Linked DNA regions of Mus musculus: region 1 is linked to region 2. The links are chromatin contacts, called in public HiChIP or PLAC-seq maps. All regions are on one chromosome and are shown on one strand. Each heading gives the region's core, a stretch centred on a gene start, on an enhancer-like site or on the middle of the called end of the contact. The rest is flanking DNA. Distances are from core to core; before and after follow the strand shown.

Region 1 (7,107 bases), core at 2,204-4,703, 750 kb before region 2:
TGGGTGTGGTGGCGCATGCCTTTAATCCCAGCACTCGGGAGGCAGAGACAGGCGGATTTCTGAGTTCGAGGCCAGCCTGGTCTACAAAGTGAGTTCCAGGACAGCCAGAGCTATACAGAGAAACCCTGTCTCGAAAAACCAAAAAAAAAAAGAAAATGTAGACTAAATGAGTGAGCCTGAATCAGGCACTCCTTGGCCATACTCGCAGTTTTTCTTCTTTGCCCTACTTCCCAAGAACAAGTAGAGATTGGTAGTTTTGTGTGAAGTTTTCCAGGTGTTAAATATTGCCTCAGATCCTCTAAAACACTGTAAGTTCTAAGGAGCTTGTAGCTCCTAAATTAAGGTTCTGCTGTCTAGCAGGTATACAAACTTTGAGGAGAAACAATTTTAAAAAGTTATTCTCTAGGGGCTAGAGAGATGAGGGCTCAGCGGTACAGTGCTTACTGTACGTGGTGGTTTGACTGAGAATGGCCCCCATAGGCGCATGCATTTAAACACAGGGTTCCAGCTGGTGGAGCTGTTTTGGAAAGTCTAGGAAGTGCAGCCTTGATGGGGGAAGTCTATCACAGGTGCTGGCTTTCAGGGAGGTTTAAAGCCCCGGCTCATTTCTTCTGCTCATCTTCTTCAGCATCCTGTTCCATCCTGTTATGCCTGCCTGCTGGACTCTAACCCTCTGGAACTATAATCGATAGGAAACTCTTTGCTGATGAGTTGCCTTGGTCACGGTGTGCTTTATCACATATGTATTTATAACTAATACTCTGTGTAGAACAAGGACTTAAGCTTGGATCCCTAGCACCTATGCAAAGAGCTAGACATGGCAGTGCCTGCCTGTTATCCCGATGTTGGTGGGGCATGGACGACACAGGTGGATCCAAGGGGCTTGCTGACCATCCAGTCTCAAAAAATGATGTGGACAATAGACAAGGACACCCTATAATGACCTGTCGTCCCCATGTGTGTGCAGCCAGACATACCTACCTCCACAGGCATAGACCACCCTCCACACACTCAAACCTGCGCATTCTCTTGCCAGAGATGCACAAAAGCTCCGTGAGCAGGCATACGTACTTACCGGGTTTATGGAAGAAAGCCCATCTGAGATTTTGACAACATAAACTGTGCTTGTGCCCTACATGATGGCTCCTCCCATGTCTTTTAGGTGAATCAGGGCTGCCTATAGAAGCTCCAGTGTTGGTGGTGGGAAGGGAAGGTATTAATTGGCCAGGACAGAATGACAGTGGAAGGCATGGATGCTGTCGGTGTGGACATTCAGCACACGTACCAAAGTAATCACGTTATGCTGCCCAGTCGATGGGTGGTGAGTGGTTGCTTTGAATTTCCTTGCTGCCCATCCCTGGATCCCCAGGCCTTCCTACTGCCTGCTCATCAATGGACCTCCCCATAGTACTGTGTAGTTGGGGTGACCTCTGTTTTCAGGGGTCAGTGTTCCTGCTATCTATGATGCTGGGTAGGTACTTTGAACTTAGTCCTGGATGAAACTGAGTGGTAGGCCTGACTCCTGACTGGGCAGAGTATTCCTTAACGAGTCACTTAAGCTAGGAAGCTTAATTTTCTTCAATCTTTTCTCTTTTTTAAAAAAAGATTTATCTATTTATGTATATTTTTTTTTGTCTGGATGTAGATCTGCACACCAGAAGACAGCATCAGATCCCAATGAACTGTAGTTCTAGATGGTTGTGACCCACCATGTGGGTGCTGGGGTTTGAACTCAGGACCTTTGGAAGAGATCCAGTGTTCTTAATCATTAAGCCAGCTCTCCAGCCTCTTCATCCTTAAAATAGGGTTCAGTATTACTAATATTTGAAGGGTAGTTGTGAAGAGGATGTACAGATATGATCATTTCTACACCGTGATCAAGAAAGCATCATCCGTTTGTATATGGGGATTGAACCAGGCTCTTGTGCATGCTGAAGGAAATATCCCACCACTGTGCTACACATCCTAGCCCCTCCTTTCTTGGCTTGTCTTTTATGCAAAGGCTTAGAGAAGTTTGGATCCAAGAACTATGGGATGAGGGTTGTCCAGTGACATGATCTATTGTTCCCTAAAAGTTGTTGGCTCCCAGTTAGCCCATAGTGAACCACCAAGGGAGCCTGAGAATTCGAATACAGCAGCTCTGTATGGGGCCCAGCCATCATTACAAATCACATTTTGATGATCTTGATTGACAGGTGAAGCTGGGAGCTACCCTGTTCATCAGAGGCAGAGATGTCTTCTGACGATACTTCTGCCTTTTCACTTAGACTATGCGGCAGGCAGTGTGGTCCTTCCAGCAGGAACTCAGTGTATAGGAGAGACTGGTGGATTCATGAGTGCTTCTGAGCTGGCTGGAAAGGCCACACTCTCCATAGACCTGCCCCGTGCCCTAGGTAGGATCCAGGTCCCTCTAAGGCTCAGTGCAAAGGGTAGAGGAAACCACGCCGGGATATCTTGCTGGGCTTCACAGGAGACTGGATGGGTGTGGATTGGGTTTTCTGATCAGGAGGATGAGATCTGATACAGCTGCAGGTTAGCTTGCCCATCACATTCCTTAGGACACAGGCTCAGTAGTTGACTGACCTGTGAGTTGTCACCTGTTGACAGGGCTTTCTGTGTCCTAAGCTGAGATTCCAGCTCCTGCGCATTTGGCTGTCGGGTGCTCTAACTTGATGCAGTTGTCATTGGTGAGCCCTCTTCTGCCTGCCAGTCATGTTCAGCACTTTCTTTCTTTCTTTTTTTTTCCCAGCACTTTCTTAGTACACATTCAGGGTGGAAGCAAAGTATTCGATTACAGCCACAGGTAACAAACACTCTGGGTATTGCATCCCAAATGATAAGGACAAGGATGTTGGGGAGATAGTGCTGAGAGACATGGGAAGAAGAGTGTCGGTTCACACCTGCAATCCCAGGATTTGGAAGGCTGATGCAGTGGGATCTCTATGAGTTTAACTCCAGCTTGGACTATATATCTAGTTTCGGGCCAGTGAGCCCATCTTGAAAGGCAGAGGGATAGGAGCAAACATATGAAAAGAATGCAGACAGGTAAAAGGACAATCCTGGGGTGACAAAGCCAAGAAGGGTACAGCGAGGTCAAAGCGAGCCTGGGGCCTGTGGCTTAATCGTAAGCAGACTGCTTGGCCCTAGGTGACATCGTTGAATAAAGTCTATATGACAGTGAGGAAATGAGTATGCAGATGATCCCTGTTACACTGTGGTGTTGATGTCCTTGTGACTTGTCATCCTTGATCACCCTGCTTGGTTAAACAAGTTCCTGGATAGGAAACCCTACCAAGATGAGATACAGTGTTTCAACAGACGCAGTAAGGTAGAAAGTTTTGGCCTGGCATTCATTTCCAGCCAGCGTTTCCCAGCAGTGAGATCCCAGGGATTGTGGGGCGTTGTGCACAGTGACTCACCTGACCACAAGGCTTCCCTGGTTTATAGCCCAAATACCTGTTCCTTCTCACTTCCACACCTCTCACCACTCAGCAGCCACACCCTACAGTCTCGGGGCCTCTGCTGTCTCCATCACCAGGCAGGAAACTGTCACTTATACCCTCTTCCCGCTGGCCCCCTCCTCCCTCCTCGCTGGTGTGTCTCCTAGGAGCCAGAGTTTTCTGCGATCAGTTGACAGATCCTCCCTGGGCTCTTGTACAAAGCCCATTTCCTGTCTGTGTCTCAGATTTCTGACCTATAAAGTGAACCTCAGGCTTACAGCTTGCAGTGTGGAGCTGTGAATGAGGTCTTTGGGGGAAATGTTCCTTGCCAGATGAAAGATGGCACATTGAGATCCTCTCTGTATGTCTCTCCGTCTCTGTCTGTCTCTCTCTTTCTCTCTCTCTTGTGCGCGCGCACACACACACACACACTCCATCCTTACTATTTATCATACAGATAAGAAGTCATGTAGGTCTTGGAACCCTCGATGACCCCACTTTCCAAACCTACTGACCTCGTACAGTCTTCAGCTCACCCACCCGTACCCCATTAGATGCGGCCAAGCACCTCCTTTCACCTCTGAAGAAACCTAAGTGTAACACAGGCTCAGGGAAAAGAGACTTGAGGCTGGGGCATAGCTTAGTGGTAGAACACTGTTGCAGCTGCTCGAGGCCGAGAGTTCTGTCCTTTGGTCTTTGTGTAGCTAGATGACACACAGTAGACAATTCATTAATTACTGATTAAAAGAAGGAATGAGTGCAGGAGTTAACCATGAAGCTTGCAGTAGCTTTTGAGTCTCTGCTCCGGAGAATACTTGGTGGAGTAAGGAGTGTTGTCTCTTCTTAAGTTTCTTTACTGTTAAAGCTGGCTTCCTTGCCACTGGGTTTTTTCACGTCATTGAGAAAGTGACGGTAAATTGCGTCAGCAAAGCAGTGACAAGCACAGTGAGGCTCCGTGGGGACTTGTTGGATTTTCTTCCAAAGGAACCTCTTCGTCCTTTGCTCTCTTGCTCTCTGTTAAGGTTAAATGATCCCACTGCTCACTGAGGGAGGGAGGCGAGGTGCCTGGCGGCCCTCAGAGAGCTTAGGGTTTGCCTGGGGAGAGGAGCCAAGCTCTACCCCGCTGAGCTGAGGTGGAGATGCAGAGTGCAGGGGCAGGCCCTGGGGACAGTAGTTATGGGTTTCCACGGGATCCTTGGCTGTGTGGCCTCATCAGCTCGCTCTTCCCCAGTGATAGGACTGTGATCCTATTCACCTCAGTGGCTCTTCTTGGCAAGTTTTTCCCCTGTTCTTTTTGGTAGTGGCTTGTTGGGCCCAGTTTTCAGCCAGGAACACCTAAGCTCAGGAAGAGGGTGTGGACCTCAGAAGAGGCAAAGTGCAGAGTCAGAGGAGGTCCGAGTGGTGCCATTGGCCGTTCTGAGTCAGGTCTCTTTCTCTGGAGCATCAGTCAGTCAATGACATCAGGCCGCTTGGAGATCATCTTTAGGCGTGGCACATTTCTTTGTGCTCAGGATGACAACACAAACTTCCAGTTGAGCAGGCAGCTTTCAGAGGATGAGATTTTTATGTCCTGTCTCACCACATGCAGAGTTGGTTATGGAAGATAAAGTATAGTAGGATGAGGTGGCCACACACAGGGCCGCATTTTTTTTTTAACACAATAGGCTGAATTAATTTTATTAATATGCAAATCAAATTATTGAATGTATGGCCCTTGCAGTTACAAAAATGCACAGATGTCTACATACTTGAGATGTTTGCTTGAAAAGATTCTTCAACAGCAGTTACGGTTACACATCCAGCCGCCTCATCTAGGTGGAGATGACGTGCTGACAGGCTGCTGTTTACAGGGAGGTATTTTGAGCATCTCCTGACAAGGGGACAGTAGAGATTATCTTCTACATAGGACGAGGCCGCTGAGGGTTCCTCTGTGAAGAGTAGGTGGACACTGTGACAGTGACAGCAGAGACCGAACGGATGGAGGTGGTCGTCCTGAGCCTGACACCCTGAGAGCACTGAGAGTGGGAGAGGCCAGGATGTAAGAAAAGGGTGTGATGCTACTGAGAAACAGTGCAGTGCTCCCAAGCCCCTGGAAAAACAGTGTGGTGCTCCCATGCCACTGAAGGAAGGCATGGTAACATTCCTCACACCCTTTTATATCCCCTTAGCCATAAAAGACAGGCATAACAGCCACGGGGGAGACAGTCTCCTTTACTCCCATCCCTTTTTACAAAGATCTTCCCACCTTGTGCCCATATAAAATAGGTACCAGACTGAAAGTTGTGGGAAAGAAAGAAAACCAAGGTCAATAAAAGGAAGGGAGGAGAGCTGGAGAAAGGGTGAGTCTGGGAAGGAAAGCTCAGGAAAGTGAGTGAGTGCAGGAGGAAGGGACATCTAGAGAAGGTTGCAGTGGCCTCTGGGCTGGGAGCTTTGACACCCACAGTCATCCAAAGCTGGCAGAGGCCTCAGCCGTGATTACAGGTGTGGAGTGGAAGAGGCAGTTAAAGGGGCTGGCCAGTTCCAGTTTAGGAATCACAGGCAGGGGGAGGGGAGAGAAGGGTGGTCGGCTGCCCTCACAGTAGACATGCTGTGTGCTGAGGTGAAGAAGAACACGTAGACGCTGGGCAGAGCTGGCGTTTTGCCACCTCTGTGCATTCCCTGCTCTGTGCCAAGTGTGCAGTGATGGAGCTGCTGCACCTGTGTGTGTGTGCGAACCTATGTGTGTGTGGGAACCTGTATGTGTGCACGGGCTAGAATGGAGTTCAGGTCATCCATGTTAAGTCAGTTTTGAGATCCCTGGGTTAGGAAACGAACAGGCAGAGTGGGTTTGAAGTGGAACCCCCTCCTCCCCTAGTCTCAAATCACACATTATAAAGTATATCATTTTCTTGTTGATTCCCATCATGTCCTAGGAAGGGATGACAGGACACTAAACAGGAAGCAGATCACCTATGCCCAGAAAAGATGGCAACAAGGGTGAGCCCAGAAGCAAATTGAGGTCTGATGTGTAGCTCCATCTGCCTATAATCCCAGGTCATCGAGAGAGAGGGCCCACCCAGGTGTGTCTACCATCTACCACCTAAGCAGCCTTCCTGCTTGAACTCTCTTCTCTTCTAATGTCTGCATATCAGTTGTTTACTTACTAGTTTTTACTACATTACTTCTGGTGGGTGGAAGATGGATCACAGAAGTGCTAAGTCCACCCAGTTAGCATATTCATTACTTCATAGGGTTACCTTTTTTTTTTTTTTTTTTTTTAACTAAACATTCACTCCTGTAGAAGATTCCTTAAGAATATTGTGATATTCTGGACTGGAGTATACTTTAGTTTGTATTCGTGGGACCCTGGGTTCAATTCTCAACAAAGTGTGAGATGTGCGCACACACACACACACACACACACACACTAATATGTGTCTTAGTTAGGGTTTCATTGCTGAAGGGACAACCTGACCAAGGCAACTCTTATAAAGTAAAACATTTAATTGGGGCTGCCTCAAAGTTTCTGAGGTTCTGCCCATTATCATCATGGTAGGAAGCATGGCAGTATCCAGGCGGACATGGTGCTGGAGGAGGATCTGAGAGTTCTACATCTTGATCTAAAGGCAGGCAGAAAGTGTTTGAGCACTAGGGGCCCTCAAAACCTGCCTACACGGTGACACACCCT
Region 2 (7,063 bases), core at 552-3,051:
CTTGAAATGTCCCGGCAACTTTTCCATGATCATCAAGGAAGGTCTCCCACCTTCTAAACCAGACCAACTAATCACCGCCTTCAGCTTTCTCCCATCCTGAAGAGGCCTGGCCTGGCTGCTCAGCCACGTCATGGGCCTTCCCACTTCCTTCCTCACCGCCCCAAGGCCTCTTTAATTCTTCATCCTCCATAAAGTATCCCCTGGCTCATGGAAGTGAAACGATTCAACCCAGTTCATAAACGGAGAAGACGACTCCTCTGGACCAGAGAGACATAGTGAGAAACTCGGCTGCAGACCCAAACAGAGTATAAAAAAGAACAAGGCGTATGTTCCTGTTCAAATGGGAAGAGCCCCGCCCCCCTGGGGAAGGCCGTTCATCTTTGTGAATTTCCTTCACATCTGGGATCTCAGCAGACATCATTAGCGAGTGATAATGTTTTGTCCGGTGATGGAGGAACAGGGTCTGAAATAGAGTTCTTCCCCTGCCTCAAGGGGCATGAGGAGACAGGCCATCCAGGTGTGTTTTCTAGGGGGATTTGTGAATTCCTTGTGTGCAGCTACCACGGTGTAATTGTATTTTTCTTCCTCAGCAATAATAGAGATCATCATTCTTTGTGTGTGTGTGTATGTGTAAACACATACACACTCACACATATTTAAGATGAAGGGTAGAAGGTCTCATTTCCTATCCATCCTGTAAAGAGCTTGGAAATTACAACTCTGTCCCTCCTCCACTCCTCGCCCCCAGCAAATACTGCAGAGCACTCCTGAAGTTGAGAGTCCGGGGCACAGGCTCACCAAACCACTGAGATCTCATCGTGGGAATGTGGAGTGTTCCTCCCCGTCGCCCCACACCCCAACCCCCACCTTGCACATACCACCATGTTACTGAATGCCTCTATGCAACAGTTTCTTTCACTCAGTTACTACTTTGAGTATGTTCGCCTGTATCAGTTACCCTTTGTTGGGGTGATAAGACACTGGGACCCAAAGCAACTTACAGACACATTTATTTTGGCTCATGGACCCAGAGGGAGAGTCTGTCATGGGTGGAAGACAGTGAAGCAGGAAGTTGAATGCCTTCCGCTGCAAACTGAAAATAGGGAAAACCCACCCCACTGGTGATGCTCTTCTTTCAGCAAGGCTCTACCTTCTAAGGTTCCACAACCACCCCTGCGCCCCGCCCCCCAACACACACATGCATACAGTGTCACCAACTGAGGACAAAGTATTCAATTTCATGAGCCTCCAGGAATTTATATGTTGGGATTTAATTCCTTAGGGTGGCTCTGCTGGGAGGTGGGTCCCAGAGGCATAGAGTCCCAGGGTAAAAATGCTGTTCCCCATGAGTACCTGCTCTAGCCGAACAGGACCCAACAAGCAGGTCATGTGACCCAGCACAAATGCATCTCACCTTAGCAAGTTCAAAGCCCAGAAGCCCTCCCAGGAGGGAAGGGAGGAGAAAGTGAAGGGGGCATTGGAGCCACCTCCAAAGCGGCGCCTCTCCGAGGGGAGCATGGGGGCTTTTTATTTGGGAATCTTTATGAGAAAGGATATTAGTGATTGGTACATTTCTGAGCATGTTCAATTTAAGATCATAGTTCAAAAAAGGAAATATGATAATTACAAGCACTGGTGGGCATGCTCAGTCCAACATTATGAGGAGCCAGATTTACTCTAAGTCTCCTAAAAGAAAGAGTGGCTTTGTGACGTGGCTAGTTTCCCACAAGAATCTTAGTTGTAACAAAAACAAAAAACAAGTCTGAAAGCACAGCGATGCAGGAATGAGGGGCCCTGCCCACTCTTTCCATTCTCCTGTGTGTGTGATCCTGTCCTGCTTTCTACTGCGAAGCAAGAAAAACCTCACCAGATTCGGTACTCGATCATTGCGTTCCGCTCTCCGGAAACTTGAGCTGGAAGGAACTTCTTTCCTTTATACATTACTCAGTCGCAGGTATCCTGTTATAGTCATAGGAAACGGATCAGTCATGTCTGGCTGTGAAGAAAAAAACTGCAAGACAGACTAGAACTCAAATAATGAGACGGAGTAAGCATGAGCCAGACTTGGCTTTAACAGGGATGTTGGCTCTAACGGACTAGGAATTTAAAACTCTGATGGGAAGCTTGGCAGCTTGTAAGAACAGATGAGCAATGTATGAGAGAGAGAGATTGAACAGCAAATGCCACACAGCAAAACCACTTAACAGAGGCAAGGAGCACCTTCAGTGGACACAGCGAAGGAGAGTCTCAGAGTGAAGGGTGCACCAGGAGAAACCGCCAATGCTGACAATCTGCGAGGAGAAAGGGTTCCAGAGAAGGAGGTGAGAATAAAAACCACAAGACAGCCAGGTGTGGCGCACACCTTCAATCTCAGAACTCCAGGGGCAGAGGCAGGAGGATCTCTATGAGTTAGGTTACCCTGGTCTATAGAGTGAGTTCCAGGCCAGCCAAGGCTACACAGTGAGACCCTGTCTGGGACTCACCACTAAAAATAGCACTGTGAGACAAGTACAGCAGGCTGCTAACACGTGTTACAGGGACACCAAAAGGACACGAGAGGGGGAGGAGGGATTTAAAACAACTCCGCTGAGAATTTCTGCATCTGCAAGGTAACATCAGACACAAAACCACAGATCCAGGAAGCTCAAGGTGTTTCAAGCACGATGAATGCCCCCAAAGAAAACGTTTTTAAATAACAGGAAATAGAAGAAAAAGAAACAATCCTGAAAGAAGACCAAATACTAAGAATTGCCTCTGACTGCTCAGGGACTGGGCAGGCAAGGAAGAGAGTGGAGTGGATTATTTCGGGAACTGAGAGAAAGCAGTCTATCACCCTCAAGTTCTGCACCTGCTGAGATCATCCTTCCAGAGGAAGGCAACAACTCCTTTCTGGTAAACAGAGACAGGGCATTTGTCACCAGCAAAACTGCCCTACAAGAACCCATAAGAAAGATGAGCCAAGCACGGTGGCACTCAAGCATGCTAACCACAAAGAAGTGTCATTAGACGGCCAAGCATGGCGGCACACACCTTTAACCCCAGCACTTGGGAGGCAGATCTCTGTGAATTCCAGGCCAGTCTGGTCTACATGTTTCAAAAAAAAAAAATTATTACTAGAAACTTTGAAATGACCTAGTGAGGAGCTATATTTTACTGTGGAAATCAGTTTCTCTTTTGGGTTGTTAGTCTTGTTAGTAAAATAATTTGAACTTGTGTGGTGGTTTAAATATGCTTGGCCCACGGGAAGTGGCACTGTTAGGCGGTGTGGCCTTGCAGTGGATGTGGCCTTGTAGTGGGAGTGGCCTTGTTGGAGGAAGTGCGTCACTGTGGGAGTAGGCTTTGAGGTCCTATGCTCAAGCTACCCCCCAGTGCAGAGGAGACCCTGCGGAAGAAAGTCTTTTCGTGGCTGCCTTCCATCAGGATGTAGCACTCTTGGCTCTTCCAGTATCGTATCTGCCTGGACACTGCCGTGCTTCCCACCATGATGATTATGCACTGAACCCCTAAAACTGTAAGCCAGCTCCAATGAAATAGTTTCCTTATAAGACTAGCCTTGGGGGCTGGTGAGGTGGCTCAGCGGGTAAGAGGACTGACTGCTCTTTCAAAGGTCCTGAGTTCAAATCCCAACAACCACATGGTGGCTCACAAACCACCTGGCCGACCTGAGGGAGCAGAGGTACTAAATTCAATTCTGAACAACCAGATGAAGGTTCACAACTATCTGTACAGCTACAGTGTGTACTCATATACATAAATAAATAAATCTTAAAAAGAAAAAAAAAAAAAAGACTAGCCTTGATCATGGTGTCTATTCTTAGCAATAAAACCCAAACTAAGACAAGTAAGATTTAGTAGGAAGCTTGAAGCTGATTTTATTATTAGGATTGCAGAAAAAAAAAAAAAAACAACAGACTGAGCAATCTCTACCTCTCAGCAGTCGCAGGGAAGGGATATGGAGAAGAGGACAGACAGCCATGCCTCTTGAGTCAGCGCAGCAAGCAGACACATAGAAGCAAGCAGTAAGGTTGCTTCAGGAAACGTCTAAAGTATCAGAGAAAACACATTCAGACTTTGGCTATTATCCAAAAGGGAGAGAGAGATAGAAGATGGCCTTTGGTCCCAGGCCTCAGGAGGCAGAGGCAGGGAGCTCTCTGAGTTCAAAGCCAGCCTGGTCTACAAAGGCAGTTTCTGGCCAGCCAGAGTTACATAGTGAGAGCCTGTTTCAAAACAAGGCAGAAAAGAAATGTAGCTGGGTATGGTGGTGCACGCCTTTAATCCCAGCACTTGGGAGGCACAGACAGGCAGATTTCTGAGTTCAAGGCCAGCCTGGTCTACAAAGTGAGTTCCAGGACAGCCAGGGAGGGCTACACAGAGAAACCCTGTCAAAAAAAAAAAAAAAAAAAAGAAGAAGAAGAAAAAGAAAAAGAAAAGAAATGTTACACCTTTCTGAGTTCGTGGGCAGGCTTAGCAGAGCTAAAGAAGAGGACAAGGAAGAAGAGGAGGAAGAAGAGAGGAGAGGAGGAGGAGGAGGAAGAGGGGGAGGAAGAGGTGGTGGCAGGGGTTCCTTCTTCGCACCCCAGAACTGTCTGTGCAGAGAGTGGTTCTTGAGGCATGAACTGACTGTTGTATGAAGTTCACTCTTAGAGACCCAGGCTTGCCTGGTTGGGGGGGGGGGAGAGCCTTAATTGAAGTTAATGCTCTTTTCCTCCCTGATTAGCCCCTCTCAGCTTTGGCCAATGTCTTAGTTACTTTTCTATTACTGTGATAAGACACCACGACCAAGGCAACTTATAAAATTAAAAAGTGTATAATTTGGGCTTACAGTTTCAGAGTCCATGATGGCAGTGCAAACGCATGGTGGCAGGAACAGCTGGGAGCTCATATGTTGATCTGCAGGAGGGAGGGAGGGAGAAAGAGAGGAAGGGGAGGGAGAGAGGGAGAGGGGTGGGGGGAGCACTCAAGAATGAGCACTGGGAATCATAGATTCTTTTGAAACTTCAAAAACCGCTCCCAATGACAGTGACACACTTTCTCCAACAAGGCCACACCTCCTAATCCTGCCCAAATAATCCCATCAACTGGGAATCAAGGATTCGGACATATGAGTCTATGGAGGCCGTCCTTATTGAAATCAGCACAGCAGCTATGGCATCCTGCCTAGGGAACAATGGCCTTAGTACTGGTTTGTGGTGGTTTGGGAAATGTCCCCCATATGCACATTCATTTGAATATTTGTCTCCAGTGGGTAGTGCTATTGGGGGAGGCTTTGGAGATGTGGCCTTGATGGAGGAAGAACATTACTGAAGGTGGGATTGAGATATTATAACTCTACCCCACTTCCACTTTGCTCTCTGGACTTTGTGCTTGAATTTAAGGATGTGAGCTCTCTGCCGCCTGCTCCCGCCACTCTGCCTGCAGCTCACTGCCATGCCCTTTGAGACAGACTCTCTGGAGCATAAGCCACAATAAACTTTCATCCATAAGGTGCTTCTGGTCTTGGTGTTTTGTCACAGCAACATGAAAGGTAAATAATACAGGTTTTCTCTCTCACATGCCTACTGAATGGCATGTCAGGGACCTCTGACACCAGGGTAAGGGAGGTGTGGGAATGTGAGACAGGCAGGAAGGCAGCCAAGAAGGGTGCTCACAGAGCCAGTAGAAGGTGATGGTTGTAGGCTGTGGGAGCGCCAACCTTTGTCCAGGGTGGAGTACATCTGAGAGTACCAGGGCCAGAGTTCCCATTCGAGGCTCCTGTCCGTCATTGTTGAGTGCTGTTCCAAGGAGTGTTCACTCCTGGTGCTCCATGCCTAGCAGGTAACCAGAGGTATGTGTAGGAGCTAGCAGTGGGAGTGTGGGTCAGGGTTTGAGGTGGAGCAAGGAGTGGGTAGGCCTGGCAGGATCTTCTGTGGCTGCTACAACTACAAGCTGAGTTGGGGGAGGGGCTGTCTTGTTCCTGGTGAGCGTCTTTCATGTGTCATGAGTGGCTTTTTGTTTGTCTACAAAGGGAAGGACGAATGGGGTTAAAGAGGGAGTAGTGTCCTTGTCAGGTCAAGGGTTCGGTGATGTGTGAGCACTTGTGCTGGGATTATGGATCGCTGTTGGCCTGTGTTCTCCCCTGCAGCCCGTTCATAGGGTCTGGGTGGTATGGCAACGCCAGGAGAGCTGAGATGTCACCATCTCAGAGCATGTCACTTCACAGGCAGAGCACAGGCTACCCCAGGCTAGCTCAGAACTCAGCTCCTTCTACCTTGCTCTCTTTATCCCAAGGACAGTGGCCAGTTAAACATGTGTTACCTGTGTGGCCTTCGTTTACCTCCAGCTGTGACTGTAAACTCTTAGTCCTGTAGACTAGGATCCTGCCCCTACAGCTTAGATATCTTTGAATATACCATGTTTTTACATGCCGTTCGCTGCTTCCAACTTAAATTGCAGAGTTTATTTTTCCCCAACCTTAGGAAAAATAGGATCTGCGTTGTGTCCATCCCAAATTGGTTTCTAGTTGTCTGGGATTATGGAAACTATTTCCAAAGTAAGGGGTTACAAAAGGTATCCAAATGCCTGCACACATTCACCTGCCGGGTAGATGAGAGGAACAGCATGCTGACCCCGAAGCCTTGTCATTCAGTTTGACCCTGTGGTGTAATCTGTGTCCTTGAAACTGACAGTCTGGGAGTGTGTTGGGTGAGGGTGACATGGCCTGTTAGCTCACACCTACATAACCTCACCACACCCACATGACACAGAGACCAGTAGGAATGGCACCGTCAGCTCACCACGTGGGTTTCTTCTTGTGTGGTCTGAGCTGAGCGTGCCGTGCTAAGAGGGTCACTGTGAAACACAAGTTAATTTTTCTCCAGGAAAAGTAAGAAACACGCCAGTGGGGTCTTACTCCTACTAATTTTGGCAGGTTTGCTCCCCGCTGAGTGTTTTTGTTTTATTATATGAAGATTTAAAAGAATGTGTTACCATAACATGGAAGAGTGAATAATTTTACCATACGAATCAAAGAAAAGACAGTGGGGGGAAGGGGTCCTGAGCTCAGTGGTTATAACATGCTCTTGTT

What was found. HiChIP or PLAC-seq counts read pairs in DNA pulled down with a chosen protein or histone mark.
Region 1: an H3K27ac HiChIP or PLAC-seq map of regulatory T cell precursor shows a contact between it and region 2, with 5 times the contacts expected there. The contact joins two enhancer-like sites. A contact is called at or near these places in 1 of 484 Hi-C or Micro-C datasets (bone marrow-derived macrophages), 7 of 115 datasets of contacts at active chromatin or transcription factors (CD4 T cells, bone marrow-derived dendritic cells, embryonic stem cells and 3 more) and 1 of 9 other capture datasets (embryonic stem cells).

The regions. Positions count from the first base shown.
Region 1 is chr6:120,260,782-120,267,888 of GRCm38.p6, reverse strand. All of the region lies in intron 1 of B4galnt3 (beta-1,4-N-acetyl-galactosaminyl transferase 3), which reads left to right. Among named protein-coding and RNA genes, the nearest start is that of B4galnt3, 31 kb to the left of the region's middle. Within about 2 kb of position 3,453, at least 55 of the 459 cell types and tissues checked have an H3K27ac peak or open chromatin away from gene starts, as enhancers often do. A contact at or near this core is called in regulatory T cell precursor, where this site is marked.
Region 2 is chr6:119,504,624-119,511,686 of GRCm38.p6, reverse strand. All of the region lies in intron 1 of Wnt5b (wingless-type MMTV integration site family, member 5B), which reads left to right. Among named protein-coding and RNA genes, the nearest start is that of Gm30690, 9.8 kb to the left of the region's middle. Within about 2 kb of position 1,801, at least 48 of the 459 cell types and tissues checked have an H3K27ac peak or open chromatin away from gene starts, as enhancers often do. A contact at or near this core is called in regulatory T cell precursor, where this site is marked.